Linked DNA regions of Mus musculus: region 2 is linked to region 1. A link is a contact called in public Hi-C data. All regions are on one chromosome and are shown on one strand. The core of a region is the stretch at or near the end of the contact, and the rest is flanking DNA. Distances in the headings are between cores, read along the strand shown. Region 1 holds the start of Ly6k (lymphocyte antigen 6 complex, locus K). Region 2 has its middle 20 kb from the start of Gm39556.

Region 1 (3,518 bases), core at 433-2,932:
CACACCAGAAGAGGGCATCAAATCTCATTATAGATGGTTGTGAGCCACCATGTGGTTGCTGGGATTTGAATCAGGACCTCTGAAAGATCAGTCAGTGCTCTTAACCTCTGAGCCATCTCTCTAGCCCCTGTTTCTCTGTTTTTTGTTTTTTTTAAAGGTCACCTTTGATTGGACAGCTCCTATTCCTAAAAGTGTTTCTTGTTCTGCCCACAGGACCCAAGGAAAAACCCAGAATGAACCAACACTTACGTGTGACGGCCAACAAACAGAATTTCTTTTCTCCAGGGCACTGGGACGGATTCGAGCAGGCATAGCTGTTCTGCGCCTCACACACATGGCAGGTGAGCGCTGTGAGCCCACGAGTGGAACATTGGAGAGCAAAGAAGAGAAAATGAGACTACTGTTCATCCTGCAGTACTAAACCTGTCATCCTGTTCCATGTGGCCACCAAGTCCAGTGAGTCCCCACTCTCCCCACGCCCACAGTCTGTGCATGCTGCCTGGCCTTGGCGCCTCTGTCTGGAGGCTCCCTCTCTTTTCCATTGGGTGTTTCATTTTTGGACAGTGTTTCACATCTGGAAACACTGCATGAACCCAAATTCTCAAGCAGACACTCTGGGATCAAGATGCCAGAGGACATCCATTCTCACACCACCCTTTACTTTCAACCCCAGGGTTCCGCAGCCACCCTTACTCCTTCTCCACTCTGCCTGTTTCCAGGTCTCATCTTAGATGGGCAATAGAATCTCTCCTGGGTCAGGATTAGGGCAGCTTTCAGTTTTGGGAAAGGCAATAGGGGCACCCTCTCCCACGAATTGCCCATCCCCAGGCATGTTAAAGCTCCAAGGCCAGGGTGGTCTTGGTTTTCTAGGACTTCTTCACAAGAAGGAAGGTCGATGGGAGAGACAGACCAGGAGCCTCTGGGAATGAGCAAACCATGCTTGCCCCTAGAGGAAACTCCAGATCAGAAGCACATCCAGCCCACCCCATCCCATCCCCAATGTCCAGCTGTAGCTTCATGACCTTGAATCTCACATTCCTGAACTTTAGTGTCCCTTACCACAATGGACTCTCTCTGGAGCCCCTAACCTTCGCCATATTGTATCTTCTAGGGGCTTAGGGATCAGTACTTACCGTTACTCTGCACCAACTGTAAGCCCAGAACTACGAGCAAGGCCACTAGGAACGCCATCTCCAGAGGATGCCTGGTCCTGTTGAGGAAAGGAGCGAGTGGCTAGCTCTGTTCACTGAAGTCCCCAGTCCCGCGTGGCACGGAACGCTCCCTCTCCTGGTCTGGATGCCAGCCCCACCCCCCACCTCGCCGCTGCCCCTGGCCTCCCTATCTCTATGTTCCGCTGACTTCCAAGCCCTCACACCGTGGAGAATCTTTCTCACACTTTCTACCCCAGATAGTCGATGTTCTGGACCGCTTGCCGGCCCTTGAAACGAACGGTTAATTTGCTGGCAACCCTCAACCACACTCACTTCCTCAGCAGCCCGTGCCTCAGCGTGTCCACGGGTCCCTGCGTCTGACTGGCGAAGTCGGAGACTCAGCTAGTTTGGGGTCGCTCTTCCCACACTGCCCCCTACAGGGTGCCGTTGGTCCCCTTCTGGAACATTCCGGCTCCCGCAGCCTCCGCGTCTCATTGAGGTCCGCCCAGGGAGGACGGAGAGCTCAGAGTCTGCAAGACACCCAGCTAACAGCGCCCTCTGCCTGACCCCACGATAGTTACTCACATCTTAGCAAGAACCTTCTTCCTGGCAGCCAGACACCAGACAGCCCCACTCTGACAAGATGTGGTGCCAGAGCCTGTGTTCAGATTAGTTCCGTGAACGAACACAACATGCGCAAGCTACTAGATCGACGGGTTTACGGGAACACAGCTCCTTCAGACTGGCACAGGAAGCGCGTCTGCAGATTTTTTTCGTTGAGCTGTCCCCTAGAGAACTCCAGCCAAACCCGTTCCCATTTCTCTTGCCTCCTTTTGACCCTGCTTTCTCCCCACGGTCCTGTGATAATGTTTTTATTTTTATTTTTTATTTTCCACAGTTGCATGAATTCCCTAGCCAGAATTTAGCTCAGCATGTTTAAACAGTCTCCGTTAAGATAGGAAATAAGTTTTTTGGAAGAATTTGTTATAGGCAGTACTGTATTGTCTAGAATGTCACTCTCAGTGTATGTACAAGGGCAGCTTCCCACCAGTGAGGTGGAAAGTCAAAGGGTTAGATGTATTTGCAACTTAGACCACTATGCCCAAGTTGATTGATAGATCAGTGGATAACTTTGTCCTTATGATAAACATAGGTAATAATATGTACACTATTTGTTTTTAAGTAAACAGCATTCTTATCTATTGTCTGGAGTCTCTCTTATCAGTGCAAATAGGATCCTGGTATATATTTTAGTCTGCATTTTTAATGAACTGGGCTGAACAAGTATCTTATTTCTAGTGTTTGTGGTCCATTTTCCTATTGCTCTCTTCATGGTGAGATTAGTTTGTTGTTTTTGTTGTTGTTGGTGGTGATGATGAAAATTCACCTTTTCCCATTTTCCATTTGCTGCCAGTACTTTTAACAAGTAGAGTGTGTATTTTGTACTGTGTGTCCCACCCTCCTTGGGCAACTCTAACTAAATGCTAGAGAAGAAGTGTACAAACAACAGAGATTTATGCTTGCAGCCATGGAGGCTGGAAATCCCCAAGATCAAGGTGCCAAGAGTCTCTATGTCTACTGAGGACTTGTTGTTTTTTAGATGGTACCGTCTAGGTTTGATTACATGGTAGAAAGAAGGAAGGGTTGAACTTACACTCAGCAAAACCATGCCCAAGAGGAGCCTTCATGGCCTAGCCAGTCCCCAAGGATTTCACCTCTCAGTAACACCACAAAGTTTCTCTCTCTCTCTCTCTCTCTCTCTCTGTGTGTGTGTGTGTGTGTGTGTAATTTGGAGAAACACCTATTGTTGTGATTATAAAAAGATAGAGATATTAAGACATTTTCTTTGGGGGTTTGGTGAGGTGTGGGAAGGGGATGTCTCAGAGGGCCCATGCCAAGGCATCCCTTCCCCCTGAGGGATCAGCCACACAATGATATAGTATAGAATAGTATAGAATAGAGATTATTCAGGGCATGGGAGGAGAGTTAAGAGTGTAGTAGAGGCAGAGAAGGGAAGAGAGAGAGAGTGAGAGAGAGAGAGAAGTGAGAAGAGGAAGAGAAGAGGAAGAGAAGAGGAAGGGAAGAGAAGAGAAGAGAAGAGAAGAGAAGAGAAGAGAAGAGAAGAGAAGAGAAGAGAAGAGAAGAGAAGAGAAGTAGAGGCTGCCATGAACACATGGAGAGAGGGGGAAGAGAAAAGCCCAAGAGGGCAAGAGAGAAGTGAGAGGGAAGCAAGAGTAAGAGAGCGGATGAGGGGGGCAAAGCAGCTTCTTTTATAGTGGGCCAGACCTACCTGGTTGTTGCCAGGTAACTGTGGGGGTAGAGTTTAGACAGAATGCTAACACCTATACTTAAGTCACAGCCAGTGCA
Region 2 (3,196 bases), core at 59-2,558, 110 kb after region 1:
TCTGTAACTCCAGTCCCAGGAGATACAGGGTTCTCTTCCAGCCTCCACAGGCAATGCATGTACGTGCAGGCAAAACATCCATATGAAGTATATATTTTGTTTGTTTCTTTTTTTCTAGACAGGGTCTCCCTGTGTAGTCTTGGCTGGTCTGGAGCTTGCTCTGACCTTGAACTCAGAGCGCCACCTGTCTCTGCCTTCTGTGCCACCACTGCCTGCCCAGCCAAAACAAGTTTTTAATGAAAAAAAAAGTTTTTAAGAAAAATTAATGGCACGAGCATAAATAAATAATTGCACCACTAGAATAGGGAACAAAATACCCATTGAAGGAGTTACAGAGACAAAGTTTGGAGCTAAGAGAAAAAGATGGACTATCCAGAGACTACCCCACCCGGGGGTCCATCCCATAATCAGCCACCAAAACCAGACACTATTGCATATGCCAGAAAGATTTTGCTGAAGGGACCCTAATATAGCTGTCTCGTATGAGGCTATTCCAGTGCCTGGCAAATACGGAAGTGGAATGCTCACAGTCATCTATAGGATGGAACACAGAGCCCCCAATGGAGGAGCTAGAGAAAGTACCCAAGGAGCTGAAGGTCTGCAACCTTATAGGTGGGACAACAATATGAACTAACCAGTACCCCCAGAGCTCCTATCTCTAGCTGCATATGTAGCAGAAGATGGCCTAGTTGGCCATCAGTGGAAAGAGAGGCCTCTAGGTCTTGCAAACTTTATATGCCTCAGTACAGGGGAACACCAGGACCAAGAAGTGGGAGTGGGTGGGTAGGGTAGCAGGGAAGGGGGAGGGTATAGGGAACTTTCGGGATAGCATTTGAAATGTAAATAAAGAAAATATCTAATAAAAAAATAAGAAAGTAATTACATAGGTACTGAGAACTAGACCAAGGTCCTCTTCAATACCAACAATGAACCATGAACAACAACAACTCTTAACCATGAAGCCATGGGGGGGGTGTGGTATAGGGGTCTTTCGGAGAGGAAACTAGGAAAGGGGATAGCATTTGAAATGTAAATGAAGAAAATTCTAATAAAAAAAAGAATAAAAAATTTGCACCAGATAAAAAATAAGTATTAACAAATCTTGAAGACTGTGGGAACAACAACGGAGCTAGAATAATGAGCCCTCAAAGCCTGTTTCTGGGGGAAACTGGGAGATCTGGAGGCCACCTGTGTCAGCCATGTTTCCAGTGGAAACCGCAAAAGTTCTGCTTGGTTTTGTGACGGCCCGTGGGACATCTGAGATCTGTTATATTCGTTTACTTCAAGGAAACCAATAGACACCTTATGAGCTAACTCTGTGGCTTTGGGTAGGGGCAATGCAGCTGCCATTTGGTTACCGGTGCTCCTGTAAGGAACCCCCAAGGGACTCGCCAAGCTTCAATAGAATGTTTTCTTTTTTTACTCTGTCACCTGTGTCCTATTTTAGGCAATTAAGCATGTGTTCACATCTCCCCAGGGAAAGTCATGACACAGTCCTAAAGAATTGACCAGGGTCTTCTCTAGTGTGTCTGTGACATGTTTTCAGGAATCATGTAGTGGGGGGAGGTGTGCTCCCCATTGAGGTCCGACATCAACAGGCTGGGTGTCCCGATGGAGCAGGAATCTGTAAGAAAGGGGAAAGAATGACTCTTCCTCCCCACGCAACTCCGTTTCAGTCGTGGAAACGTCATGCTTCTGTCTTTGAGCATGAACTTGAGCCATTGGACCCCCAGGGGACTTTGGGGCCTTTAGGCATTGGCTGGATCACATTTTCTGTAGTCTTGAGTCTCATTGCTTTGATGATAGCTTCCCCAGCTCTGAACACACCTTCTTTGGAACTTTCCAGTCTCACAGGTGGATCTGATGATTTCCATTTACATACATTTTATTGGCTTGTTTCCCTAAAGGAGCCTGACTAATACATTTTGGTTGCAAAATTTTGGAGATGGAGGCAGAAAGATCTGGAGTCCAAGACCAGCTTTAGCCTATATACAAGTATGAGGGCAGCCTGAGCTACATAAGACCCTGTCTTAACAACCAACTAAGAAAAAAAATTATGAAACACATGTGCATACACACACTCAGACATATACAAGCACACTATAGTCTACTTTAATTCTACCCCAGCCTCAGGCTGATCCAACCCTGCTCACTAGACTGTGAAATCTCTGGGTCACTGAGTTGAGACTCCCAGTCTATAATGCTAGTCTACTTTGCCAGCCTGGCTGCTGAGTTCATTTGGCCTTGCCCTTAGCTTTGGCTTGGTCCCAATCCCAGAGAGTATCATTTGATGTCAGCCTCTGCCCATACTGTGTCCCTGGTCATATTTCGTCTTCGTTTTCTCCTTGACATTTAGACTTCCACAAGTCTTGATCATTGGTGGCCTTGGACTCTATCTTCTTCCTGTCTTAGTCATGAGTGTGACTGTTCTCATATGGCTCTGCTCTTGGCCTTGGCCTTCATCTAGGAAGCTTGAAGAAATCTAAACGTATGTCTTCCTATGCCTCGTGGAGCCAGCAGAATGTGCAGCTCCCTGTGGATGGCTCTCCTGTCATCAGATTGCATCTTCAGCTGCTCACGTGGATTAAATCTTCAAGACTGACTGACAGCCTGGAGTACTATCATAGGTTGTACTCAGAAGGTGTCTTGGTTGCTTTTCTATTGCCATAATAAGACACACCATGACCAAGACAACTTATAGAAGAAATAGTTCATTAGACTTAGAGTTTCAAAGGGTGAGTCCAAGACTATCTTGACAGGGGGCATGGCACCAAGCAGGAATGGCACTGGAGTAGTAGCTGAGAGCTTCCATCTGATCCACCAACATGGGGTAGAGAAAGATCACTAGGAATAACATGATATTTTTAAACCTCAAAGCTTAAATGATTTCAACAACAGGGGACCAAGTATTCAAATATATGAGCCTATGGGGAACACTCTCATTTAAACCACCACAGAGGGAGATGCCTTGGCAGAGCATCTGTAAGGGACTGGGCGGAGTGAGGTTCCCTGGCTGACATCTCTCTCTAGGGCTAAGGAATAAGCCTATTGTCTGCTTGCAGATCCACCCCACACCCCCAACACACACACACACACACACACATACACACACACACACACACCACCCATATACATACATACATACATACATACACACACACACACACACACCACATACCCCCCCACACACACACAC

Evidence for each region. A called contact is a pair of places that touch in the nucleus more often than the background predicts.
Region 2: a Hi-C map of B cells shows a contact between it and region 1, with 60 read pairs. The contact joins the enhancer-like site here to the promoter of Ly6k in region 1. A contact is called at or near these places in 1 of 39 promoter capture datasets (liver), 1 of 484 Hi-C or Micro-C datasets (B cells), 3 of 115 datasets of contacts at active chromatin or transcription factors (double positive thymocytes, large pre-B cells and regulatory T cell precursor) and 2 of 9 other capture datasets (liver and pancreatic islet).

What each region holds. Positions count from the first base shown.
Region 1 is chr15:74,798,286-74,801,803 of GRCm38.p6, forward strand. Ly6k (lymphocyte antigen 6 complex, locus K) reads right to left here and starts at 1,683. Exons shown (of 4, transcript NM_029627.2): 1 at 1,485-1,683; 2 at 1,134-1,210; 3 at 250-348. The coding sequence starts at 1,191.
Region 2 is chr15:74,904,988-74,908,183 of GRCm38.p6, forward strand. No RefSeq gene overlaps it. Among named protein-coding and RNA genes, the nearest start is that of Gm39556, 20 kb to the right of the region's middle. Within about 2 kb of position 1,309, at least 41 of the 459 cell types and tissues checked have an H3K27ac peak or open chromatin away from gene starts, as enhancers often do. A contact at or near this core is called in B cells and double positive thymocytes, where this site is marked.